4 separate regions of the Mus musculus genome follow, and all the other regions are linked to region 2. The links are chromatin contacts, called in public ChIA-PET, Hi-C and HiChIP or PLAC-seq maps. All regions are on one chromosome and are shown on one strand. Each heading gives the region's core, a stretch centred on a gene start, on an enhancer-like site or on the middle of the called end of the contact. The rest is flanking DNA. Distances are from core to core; before and after follow the strand shown.

Evidence for each region. A called contact is a pair of places that touch in the nucleus more often than the background predicts. ChIA-PET counts read pairs in DNA pulled down with a chosen protein or histone mark. HiChIP or PLAC-seq counts read pairs in DNA pulled down with a chosen protein or histone mark.
Region 1: a contact with region 2 is called in an RNA polymerase II ChIA-PET map of effector CD8 T cells, with 47 read pairs. The contact joins two enhancer-like sites. A contact is called at or near these places in 2 of 484 Hi-C or Micro-C datasets (CD4 T cells and bone marrow-derived macrophages), 1 of 115 datasets of contacts at active chromatin or transcription factors (effector CD8 T cells) and 2 of 9 other capture datasets (adipose tissue and liver).
Region 3: a contact with region 2 is called in an HNF4G HiChIP or PLAC-seq map of pancreatic cancer cells. The contact joins the promoter of 2810459M11Rik here to the enhancer-like site in region 2. A contact is called at or near these places in 3 of 39 promoter capture datasets (cranial neural crest, frontonasal cranial neural crest and maxillary cranial neural crest), 2 of 115 datasets of contacts at active chromatin or transcription factors (effector CD8 T cells and pancreatic cancer cells) and 3 of 9 other capture datasets (adipose tissue, embryonic stem cells and liver).
Region 4: a contact with region 2 is called in a Hi-C map of memory CD8 T cells, with 5 times the contacts expected there. The contact joins two enhancer-like sites. A contact is called at or near these places in 2 of 484 Hi-C or Micro-C datasets (CD4 T cells and memory CD8 T cells), 1 of 115 datasets of contacts at active chromatin or transcription factors (effector CD8 T cells) and 2 of 9 other capture datasets (adipose tissue and liver).

What each region holds. Positions count from the first base shown.
Region 1 is chr1:85,678,957-85,681,656 of GRCm38.p6, reverse strand. It overlaps Sp100 (nuclear antigen Sp100), which reads right to left. Exons shown (of 22, transcript NM_001372231.1): 10 at 2,548-2,598; 11 at 518-571. Among named protein-coding and RNA genes, the nearest start is that of Sp100, 30 kb to the right of the region's middle. Within about 2 kb of position 1,311, at least 31 of the 459 cell types and tissues checked have an H3K27ac peak or open chromatin away from gene starts, as enhancers often do. A contact at or near this core is called in effector CD8 T cells, where this site is marked.
Region 2 is chr1:85,836,805-85,839,504 of GRCm38.p6, reverse strand. Cab39 (calcium binding protein 39) reads right to left here. Exons shown (of 9, transcript NM_133781.5): 4 at 2,101-2,219. Among named protein-coding and RNA genes, the nearest start is that of Cab39, 45 kb to the right of the region's middle. Within about 2 kb of position 1,269, at least 174 of the 459 cell types and tissues checked have an H3K27ac peak or open chromatin away from gene starts, as enhancers often do. A contact at or near this core is called in adipose tissue, effector CD8 T cells, memory CD8 T cells and 1 more, where this site is marked.
Region 3 is chr1:86,044,583-86,047,282 of GRCm38.p6, reverse strand. It overlaps 2810459M11Rik (RIKEN cDNA 2810459M11 gene), which reads right to left and starts at 1,420. Exons shown (of 3, transcript NM_001144993.1): 1 at 711-1,420. The coding sequence starts at 1,320.
Region 4 is chr1:85,696,934-85,699,633 of GRCm38.p6, reverse strand. Sp100 (nuclear antigen Sp100) reads right to left here. Exons shown (of 22, transcript NM_001372231.1): 14 at 2,524-2,628; 15 at 1-27. Among named protein-coding and RNA genes, the nearest start is that of A630001G21Rik, 38 kb to the left of the region's middle. Within about 2 kb of position 1,418, at least 58 of the 459 cell types and tissues checked have an H3K27ac peak or open chromatin away from gene starts, as enhancers often do. A contact at or near this core is called in memory CD8 T cells, where this site is marked.

The DNA of each region.
Region 1 (2,700 bases), core at 62-2,561, 160 kb after region 2:
CAATCCAGTCAGCAGGCCAACCTTGCTTCCATCAGAGCTGCTGGTCAAGCTTGCTCCAAAAGCTGTCCCCAGTGCTGGGGGTGGAGACAACTCTATGGTGGTCATTCTCTTCTGTGTCTGTTTCTCGTGCCTCATGCCCCTTCAGAGATTTATTTGTGCACCATCTGCTCCCATTTCTGTTTATTGTGGAGTGGTGGGCATGGTGAATGACAAAGTAAATCTTTAAGACCTCAGGGCCCTAGACGATCATGTGGAACAAAGTGAACTTCTTCACTTAGGACCAACTTCATCCTCTTCTCTGGGGTAAAAAATGAGCCTGTACTGGGCTTGTGCTGTTGAATATTTTGAGATGTGTCATAGCAAATATCTTAAACTCACTTGAACCCAAAAAGCATCATCAAAATGATCTAAAATACCAGGTTAATTTTTTTAAAGGGTATCTAAAAATCAGAGTGATTTAGAGCTTTAGTAACACAGAGAAGTAATTGCTACATCTAGAATTTTAAATTGTTCTTACGTCCTGTCCTTTTCCGTCTTCTAATGATGATAGAGCTCTCAGTGTCAGAAGTATCTGGGACGAAAAGGGAAAATAAAACCAGTAATCTAGAACTAAAATGGTCATAGGAATTCTCTGACTACCTAAATAGTAGAGAGTGTATGGACTATAAAGATGCTTTCATGATCTTTTCTGTCAGGATGGAGATCCTGAGTCCTTTAATCCTCTCTGCAAATCATCCCACGAATTCAATATGTAGGGACTGATGGGTCTGGCATAGATGTAATAATACAAATGTAAAATGTAACAAATATAATAAAAAGAACACTGCCTTTCAACTACAATTATTCCACCAAGCCCCAATTCATAATAATTTTGAATGGAAAAAAAAATAGGACATGGCTGCTTCTCGGTGTGGTTAAGCGGGATCCTTGCAGACCATGTAGGGAGAGCATTGTCAGGGGCATTTGGAAGACTGTAGATGGAAAATGGCCAGCAGGCTGAAAGGGTCCTGAGAGGAGGTGGGAGCAGGAGCCAGAGAACAGAGAGGTGGGGCAAGTGCACCAAGAAATATCCAGGAGCTGAGCTGCCAGGAAAGGCAAGGCCAAGAGGGCAAGAGAGCTTTTGTTCAAAATGGCTGAGGTTAAATGGGATCAGAAGCAGGAAATGGGGGGTGGAGGGGTGGAAGGTGGGTTGCGGGTGAGGGGTGGGGGGAGGGGTGTTAGAGTAGGGACAGGGGTGAGAAGTGCTGGGAGGAGCCACAGGGGCTAAGTGAGACTTGTTCCAGGTTTGTTCAAGACCTGATAGATTTCTTTTGGTTTTTCAAAACCTCCAGATGGTCTCCCAGGTGGCGTATGGTATGCTGTGCCGTGTGGTCACAATAAAGCACGTCAGAGAGCAGAAGTTCTGAGATTAGATACTGAACTGGAGTGAAGACAAGTCGGCCTTTGCTTTTCACCCCAGTTCCGCAGCTCAGTACTGAGCTCCAGGCTTCTGAAAGCATTGTTTTATGGATTCGGACTCGGTGAAATGTAGTGGTTGGCGAGCATGGGGACCCGAGTTTGATTCAGAACACATGGGGTATTTTTGGTTTTTTTAAAGCCGCACATGATGCTCATAACCCCAGTACTAAAGACGTAGAGACACACAAGTCCTTGGGGCTCACTGGCCAACCAGCCCAGCATACTTGGTGGGCTCCAGGCCAGTGAACGTATCTGTTTCATAGATAACCACTGAGGAATGGCGCCCAAAAAATGACATCCTCTTTTCTATACACATGTGTGTGTGCATATACACAGAGACAAAGAAACAGAGAGACAGAAACAGACAGAGATAGAGAAGGTGTGCTATCCTAGTACCCTCTCACTGCAGAAATGTCACCGAGAGAGAGTCTCAGTGTAAGATGTGGAATAAAGGAAAAAAGAAAATCCTAGAAGGAAGAAAGTAGGAAAAAAGTTGCAAAGCTCTGGAATGCCAGGGTAGGAAGGTCTCTGCCCTTGGAACCATGTTTGTCCTTTCAAGTCTGTGTGACCTCTAAGTTAAGATTTTATCCTCACCACCTAAGCCTGAAGCTGAGAAACTTTCACCCCAGGGCCATCTCTGCTGGGACTGGCCCTCTGTTCCTTTTGGGGTCTTCTGTACATTTTAAATTCTGGTCAATAGGTTTTGACAGCAGCACTTTTCCTTCCGGGTCATTATGGGAGGGAGTATGAGGCAAAGATGAGACTCTTCTACCTGACTGTTTCCCTGATGACCACTGGGACTAGAGACCAGGTGACTCTTCATCTAAAAATCTGTAGGATGTTTATTGAGGGAAAAAAAATGGAACTCCAATTAAATATTAAAAGGCTTTTACTATATGAAATCATTAACATTTTGGACTCATCTGTTAAAGAACCTAGCCTGCCTGATTGACATAAAAGTTAGGGTAGGAATTACCTAAAATTAAAGGCAAATTTATGTTGTACTTTGAAGAATAGAGCCTAGAATTAGAGTCTCTTGTTGAATACACAGTTCATTCGCTCTCCTGAAGAGCCCTTATTTTCTCTTACCTCCTCCTCTGTCTCTTCTCAGTGTTGGAGGTTTTCTGGAATATGCAGGTGCTGTAAGATAAAAGGGAGAAAAGCTATTATGTGCTCTCAGCATCAAGCTCTGTGGCTTTAGATCAGATGAGCCTGCAGTCCTAGGCAGACTGACAGAATGTC
Region 2 (2,700 bases), core at 20-2,519:
CATCACAGACCAATTGGGCTCTGCCAAAAGAACAAAGGAGCACACAATGGCCTGAGGTGGGACAACTTAAATATAGAAAAGTAAAGTTTACAATGGGCTAAACCAGCTTTGTGTTGGTTTATATACTGGCGGTCAACCTGACAGGATGAGGATCATCTAAGAGGCAAGCTCCCCAGCACACCTGTGAGGAACAATCTAGCCTAGGTAGCCTCAGCATGCTCGTTAAGGTGAGAAGGCAAGGTCGCCTCAACAATGATACCATCACCCCACGGGCTACAACTACTGTCATGGACAAAACAGAAAGGAAAAGTGAGCGGAGAACTGACTACCAGCACTCCTGACCAGCCCGTCCACCCTGACCCCCTCACCCACCCTCCAACTGAGTACAAAGTTAACCCTTCCTTCCTTGGACTGCTTTTGTCAGGACTATTGCAGGAAAAGTAACTAATATAACATCCAATATAGATTTTGAGTTAACGATGATGCTCAAACAATATATTCGCTCCTTATTCAAGTTAGTGGGCTAGAACACCAATGCACTAAAGCACGGCGCTGGCTTTCACCAGACTGTAGCTGTGAAAAGCCTGTGCAGTGCATACACGGCAGATGCATGAGGAACACGGGGAGCGCGGGGAGCAGCCTCGCCGAGCTGTGTGCAGGGAGAGAGGAGGAGCCTCAGAAAGCAGGAAAGATGCAAGGCTAATGGCTGAGGTGGGGTTGTGGGTAGGGCAGGCTTGCTGTCTCAGGTCCCAAGCCAAGCTTCATTCTAGGCCTTTCCTTCTTACCTCCTCGGCCAAGGACTCTGCTCACCAGCCCAGAGAGTTTTATGCTTTCTCTCTCAAAAATCTTATTTCAGCTTCCAGTGACAGCACATGCTTTTAATACTTTGTTCAAAAATTAGGGGTAGGTAGATCTTTTAAGTTCAAGACCAGCAGGGGTTACACAATGAGAATACAAAGGTTTTTGTTGTTGTTGTTTTTAATTCTATACATTGTTTAAAAATTATTTACATCAAAGCTACCATGAAGTAATAGGAAGTGTTAACGTTTAGATTTCAATAAACCTTTGGTTTCTATAACAAAGGAAATTCTGGTCAGTATCACACTGTTCTAAGAACAGTCAGATTTCAGACTATTCATATAGCATATTTTCCACAGGGACACTGGACCGATACAACAGTAACGGGTGAAGAAGCAACACAGATGGGTAGGAACAGAGAGGAGGAAGTAGGAGGAGCTGGCATGTGACATGTCACTGACTCATGCTTTGTCTAAACAAGTCTGAACTTGGGGGAAGTGTTAAACCATAGATACAAACCAAGTGAGGTAATGTGTAGGGAGCAAGGTCGTTCACAGCAGCAGTCAGTCACTGCAGTGGGCAAACATGCTTGCCCACTGGTTTAGCAAACACTGCCGATGCTGGAATGAGCTCAAGGGGTACCAGACAATAGTAGTGTGGAATTGACCAACTACCTACCCTGCCAGCCAGGTAGGCTCAGTGCTCAGAACGAAGAGGGTCTTTTCACTTTTGTTAGTTTAGATCTAAGTTTTGATTTTGTTTCTGAAATGGACAACTACCCAAATCAAATGCCTACTTAGCCTAGGAATAACTCCAGAAAGATGTGTAGTGACCTAGCAGCACATGTGCTCCTGAGTGAGGGTGAGCAGCATGCATGCCCCCACCCCCCAGCACCCCAAGAAGGCTTTCACTGCTGTGTGAGGTGTGAGGTGAGCTGAGGTGCAGAGGAGGCATCTCTGGACTCAACTTGGCTGGGATTTCAATGGACTTCAATGGTTTCTATCTCACAGAATACAAGTATGGCCACACTGGCTCTATTTCTTTCCTTCAGTTGTATTTGATTTGTGAACTTAAGGGCTCATAACTCACCCAATTTTAAGCTTGCATTCACAGGGTATTTTTGTGTTAGTCTAGCTTACAGGCCAAGACTTTAATGGGCAGTATATTCAAGATCTACGTAAAAGTGAGCTAAAACTACAGAGAATATCTTCCCATTTACCGACCTGGTTATCTTGTCCCACCCAAACAAACTTTTCTTTTTCTTTTCAGCTAAGAATATAAACTTTATCACATTGTACATACCCTTTCAATAACATGAACAAAATATTCTGTTGGGTGCAGATGTATTCAACAGTAGGAGTTCTTGTACCAATTTGTCTTCTGAGAATATTGTTGAAAATTTGAGCCACGTCTTTTTTGCCCTATTAGGAATACAATCATTAAAATATTTACCTGTCTAAGTATGAAAATGTCCATCCACCCTCAATATAAAGTCAAAGAGCCACTGTGTATTAGTTATGACTGGATATCTGACTTTACAACATTTGTAGACATTAAATTTCTAATTTTATCTATTTGTAATGACAAATTCTTAAATTTAACAGTGTGCAATTTTAATACAATTTTATCAACAAAGTGAAATCTCATTATAATCCACAAGTAATTTCAACCATCTCTAACTCTCAGAAGCATGCTGATTTGATTATGGGAAGCAGATGTTGGTAGCACACTTCCAATCTATAGGGATTTGAACCTTACAGAAGCGGATACTTCTGTTGTGAACAGTACAGTGTACACTTTTACAGAAACAGAAAGGAAGGAGATTATACTCTCAGTGTGATGACATTAGAGAATTTTTGGCAAGTACATAAACTCCTCTATTAAATTCACTCACCTAGGGAA
Region 3 (2,700 bases), core at 171-2,670, 210 kb before region 2:
TTTTAATCCCAGTACTTTGCAGCAAAACACGCTGCCTTGGGACGTCTGATCCCATGACGGAGCAGTCTCCGACTAAAAGCGCTCACACCATCTCTACACTTTAGAATAGAGCGTGGAAGGAAAACCTGGCGGAAGCAGCCAGCGATCGGTGGCTACCAGGAATAACTGAGGTCGTCACGGTCTCGGTCCCTCACACCCTTCCGGATACGTCCCTGGCACCTATTCTGTGTTTTTGCCAGGAACTTCGATTGCCTTCCTCCCTTCCACACCGAGCCTCCTGTATAGCTCCCCCTCTCCTAAAGCTCTGAGGACAATCCTACCAGGACAAACTTGTCCTAAAGCTACAGTCACCCCGCCCCCCAGACTCAGTTCTTCCCACGCACACCACCCAAATTTTTGCATCTTCTATCCCAGTTTCCAACTCCTACATTGTTGTTGTTTAGAGCAGTTCAACTCTACTTCTTACCCACTTCCCACCAGTTGTACCCTCAGATACCCCACCCCCGATCTCATGTGCAGTCAGGATCTGGCCAGACAGACTCAATTCCATGTCCAGAGCATGTCCACCTTAGGCTGAGAAGCCTTGTGCTGGGGACCTCCCAGCACCGGGCCTCAGTTTACCTCAACAGAGTTGGGTGGCCTAAACGGGTTCAACCGGTCTAAAGGGACGCCTTCCCCAGTGCCCAGCCTGACCCCACACGCAGCCTCACCTGGTCGTCCCGGCCCCGCAGCTTGCAGGGCTCTGCAGGCCGCCTCCTGGACCGCCAGGCTGGAGGCGGGACAGCCGGGACGAAAGGCTGCTGCTTGCACCGGGCCCCCGACCTGGCGGCCGAACACCGTGCGCAGCAGCGTCTCGAGCAGCTGCAGTTCGGGCGCCCTCGCGTCATCCGCACCCGTGTCGGCCACCAGCACTCCGACCAGCGCGGCGCCCTCACACCTCCGGTCGCGCACGTCCCGCAGCATCTCCCGCAGGCGGCGCCGCGACTCCCGGGAGGTCAGCGATCCGACGCGGCACAGCACGAAAACGAGCGGCGAGCGAATGGCTCGCTCCGCCTTCGCCCCCGGAGCCCCGTGCGACTCGGTGGCCGCCGCGGTGCCCGCGCTCTCGGCCTCTGCGCAGCCCGGCTTGCCCGGCGCGGACTCCGGCGGGAACACGGCACCGGCGAAGTCCCTCAGCAGCGCGCGGCTCTGCTCGCGCTCCCACAGCTCGCCCACCAGCAGCACCTGCCCGCGGCCACCCGCCGCCTCCACCAACGCCTGGAAGGGTGGCTCCGCCGGGCTCGCGGGCCGCGGGGCCAGCGCCTCCAGCTCGCTCTCCATGCTGGCCGCCGCCTCCTGCGCCGAGCTGGGAGCTCCGCCGCTGCCTCGGCCGACACGCCCCCGAGGGCCGAGCCGCCCAGACCCCCTGCGCACTCCTGTCCCGCCGCACTGAATTTATCATTCACTCATTCGTTCATTTAGATACCCAGTAACACACTCAGTAGTTTAGGACTACTAAGCATTTAGGACATCTAGAAAGTACAGGCTCTTGTGGGGGACTGAGGATGAGTGGACATTATTAACCTGACTAATGTACCCTCTTAGGGTAAGATGGTTTTGTTTGTTTATGCGTTTTATTTGTTTTATGTGTATGGATATTTTGCTTAAATGCATCTGCACTAGTACCAGCGTCTGATCTCCTGGATCTGGAGTTGTGAATGTTTATAATCAACTACATGGGTACTGGGAACCCAATCCAGGTCCTCTGCAAAAGCAGTCAGTGCTCTTAATCGGTAAACCATCTCTCAGATTTTTTTTTTCTTTCTTTCTCCTGAGACACGATCTCACCATCCTAGCCTAGAATCTGGAGACCCTTTAGCTTCAGTTTAGGATTACAGTCTGTACCACCATTTCTAACTTCTGGAGCTATTTCGGAGTAGTCCTACAGGGTTTGGCGTCAGGGCCTGCTTTTCCAGTGGTGTAAGCTTTGGAGCCCAGTTGGAGCAGAAGAGTGAGTGAGAACGGGAGAGAGATGGGAAGCATAACATCCTAGCTTCAACTCTGTCGCTGTGATAAAAATACCTTAACACCAAACAGTTTAGGGAAGAGAAGAAAGGGCTTATTTTAGCTCACAGTTCCTGGTTGTAGCCATCACTGCAGGGAAGTCACAGAGGCAGGAGCTTCCAGACAGCTGGCCACAACACACCCACACCCATGAGTGAAGAGATAGGAATATTTTTGTACAATCACACCAATGAAGGGTGTCACACCCTTCAGGCTGGGTCTTCCCTCATCAGTTAAGGTGATCAAGATAATCCTGGCCATTCCCAGACCTGCTCACGGGGCAAGCTGACCTAGACTGTCCCCTTTTGAGACTCTCTCCCCAGGTGATTCTGGGTTGTGTTTCCTTGATAATTAGAATTAACCATCACCCAGGGGACCTCCTCTACCACTTCTCTTCAGCCTCCAATACTTCCTCCAAATGGATCAAGATCATCCTTTCCACAAACACTTGTTGCATTTGGGTACCACCTGATGTCATGTGAGGCTGTTGTTCCCCATGGGCCAGAATCTAGAACAAGTCTAGAGCAACCCGTCCCTTGTGACCCCTTCAGAAAAGCCAGTTACATTATGATGCACAATACTAGCAGAGTGATAGCTATGGAGTAGCAATGAGACTAACTTTTTGGTTGGGAGTCACCACAACTTGAGGCCCTGTAT
Region 4 (2,700 bases), core at 169-2,668, 140 kb after region 2:
TGCCCCGTATACTCCTCACATAGATGCCTGTAAGACAGGATAAACTGAGGAGCCAGCTCGGAAAACACCTGCTCTTGGCCTACGGTCAGGCTGGATCTGGGGCTCAGGCTCAGTCAGGAAGGTTTACATTTCCCTGTGAGTCACCAAGGGCCACACATCCACCTGACAGGCAAGGACAGAGACTAGTTGACATTGCCCTTTGACCTTTTCCTAAAAAGAATTCATTTATTTATTTTAGGAGTACTGGTGTTTTGCGGGGTGTTTTGTTGGTCTGTGGACAGCATGCATGTTTTCTGCCTACAGAAACCAGAAAAGGACATTGTCTCTCCTAGAACTGGGGTTGTGAGCCACCCTGTGGTTGCTGGGGATGGAACCTGGGTCTTCTGGAAGAGCAGCAGCTAGTGCTCTTAACCACAAAGCTGTCTCCCCAGCCCTTAACATCACCTTTTAAAGTATTCTACTGTAATATTAAAAGAAAAGAGAATAGCAAAGGAAGGTCTCTGAGACACAAACAGGATTTTTTCTCCTCCTTTTACTGTGCTCCAGGGTAGAGCCAACTTGCATTTTAGAAAGGTGAGTGAGGACACAAAGTTCCCTACTGGGCTCTTGTGAATCCACCCAGGAGGAAGCTATCACCACAGCCAGTCCTGTCTTTTGTCAACAACATCGCTCTTCCAGCTCATGATAGCTAGCTATAAAATATTCACATATTTTTGACACATGGCTATTGGATGTTAAAAGTGGTTTGGAAATATAATCCAGAGGGAATAGCTAGATTACACATAGACAGTAGAACTGTAGGGAAAATGCCTATTTGTTGATAACAAAAGAACCTATTGAGGCTAGGGAGATGGTTCAGTGGTTAAAATTGCCTGCTGCTTTTTCATGAGGCCCAGGTTCAGGTCTCAGAGTCTACAAGGTGGCATCTAAGCACTTGTTAACTCCAGTTCTGATGTCCCCGTTTGGTCTCCATGGGCTCCAGGCACAGGCACACATGCAGGCAAACACCCATGCTCATAAAACAAAAATAAATCTTAAAGAAAGAACTGTGTTGTAGGAGGAAGGTCAGTCACAATGGGTGATAGAGCAGTAGTTCTGTACCTTAACAATGATCATTTTCACTGTATTTTTTTTTATCTATAGTCCTTTATTTCTCATTGCAGTCCAGTGAGAGAAATTTTATTCTCATTTCATAAAAGAGGAAGTTCAGTGTTAGAGAGTCTGACAGAGATGACAGAGCAACTGACTTGGGGTTTAGCTATGAGTGTCACCCCATCAGGGTTCTCACATTGACAACCTGGTCCTTCACTTGGTATATGAGAATAAGATATTCTCGATCATAGAGGGAGCTGCCCTCAGGAGGGATGATGGTAACTCTCATGGGACCCCAATTGCTGGCTTCCTGTCTTATGATATGATCTCTTCCTCCTACACGTTCTCTTGTCATGAAGCCACCTACCAGCAGTCTCTTACCAAAAGCCACACAATAGGCTGCACGATCTTGACTTTTTAGCCCCTAAATCTGTAAGTTAAATAGAGTAGCCTTACTTGAATACTAAAATAGAGCCAGGAACAGTGGGCTAATATACTGGTAAACACAAAGTTTGAGTGTATCTTTCTTCCAATTCAAATATCTGCCCCACCCTTTTAACTTAGATTAAAGTTTGACAGATGTTGCAGGTAACAGACCCACAAAGGTTGATGATGAATCTCTCAGACATGTACATTTCCTGCCCAGCTGTGGAAGTTTTCACTCTGGTATGAGATACTAGATGGACATCTTATGGGCCCTTTTCTCAAGGGGAATGGGAGGTAGCCTGATAAGCTATGGTTTTATATTTAAACACGCAAAACTGCAACTTGGGGCAGAGCTCATGATAGAATGCTTCCCTAATATGCACAAAGCCCTGGGTCTAGCCTCTCTGGGGTGTGATGCAGATAGACACAGGATAAACACAGCAACCCCGAGACTCTTCTGAGTAACCACCATCCAACACAGTCAGCCCTTGACTGGCATCTGCAAATGTCATCTCGCTGTGCTGAAACTGTTACAAGGAGTACACTCGACACATACGACTCAGTTGGTTCCCTCCTGGGCATCTACAGAGAGAGGTGCCTTCATAATTCATGGCTGTTAGAAATTCTGGCACTAGACTCAGGTAGTCTCTACCAGGTGAGTAATGCCAAGATCTCTCTCTCTCTCTCTCTCTCTCTCTCTCTCTCTCTCTCTTTCTCTCGTCCTTGCTATCCTGGAACTCAATCTGAAATCCAGGCTGGTCTTGATCTCAGAGATCTGCTTGTCTCTGCCTCTCAAGTGTTGGGATTAAAGGAGCGTGCCACCACAGCCCGGCTCATGCCCTCTTCTTATTGTTAATTTGGCCTCACAACCTCTCACCTCATTAACAGGCATGACATTACCTATATCTCGAGTCCCATAAACTAGATCCGGGATGAGACACCCTCAACACAGGTGCCTGCCCCCTACACTGTGGCTTTGAAAGGCACCGAAGATCTGAAACTCACCTTGCTTAAATTTCTCCTTATCCAGGAAGCCCTGAGCGTTGCCACATACCACAGGAAGCTCAGCTCCTCCAAAATCCGCATTTTCTTCTCTGGGGATTCTCGGACCTGCAGGGACACATTTCACTTTATTCTAGAACCGTGCGGGACCTTCCCTCCACCCACTTTGGTATCTTACTT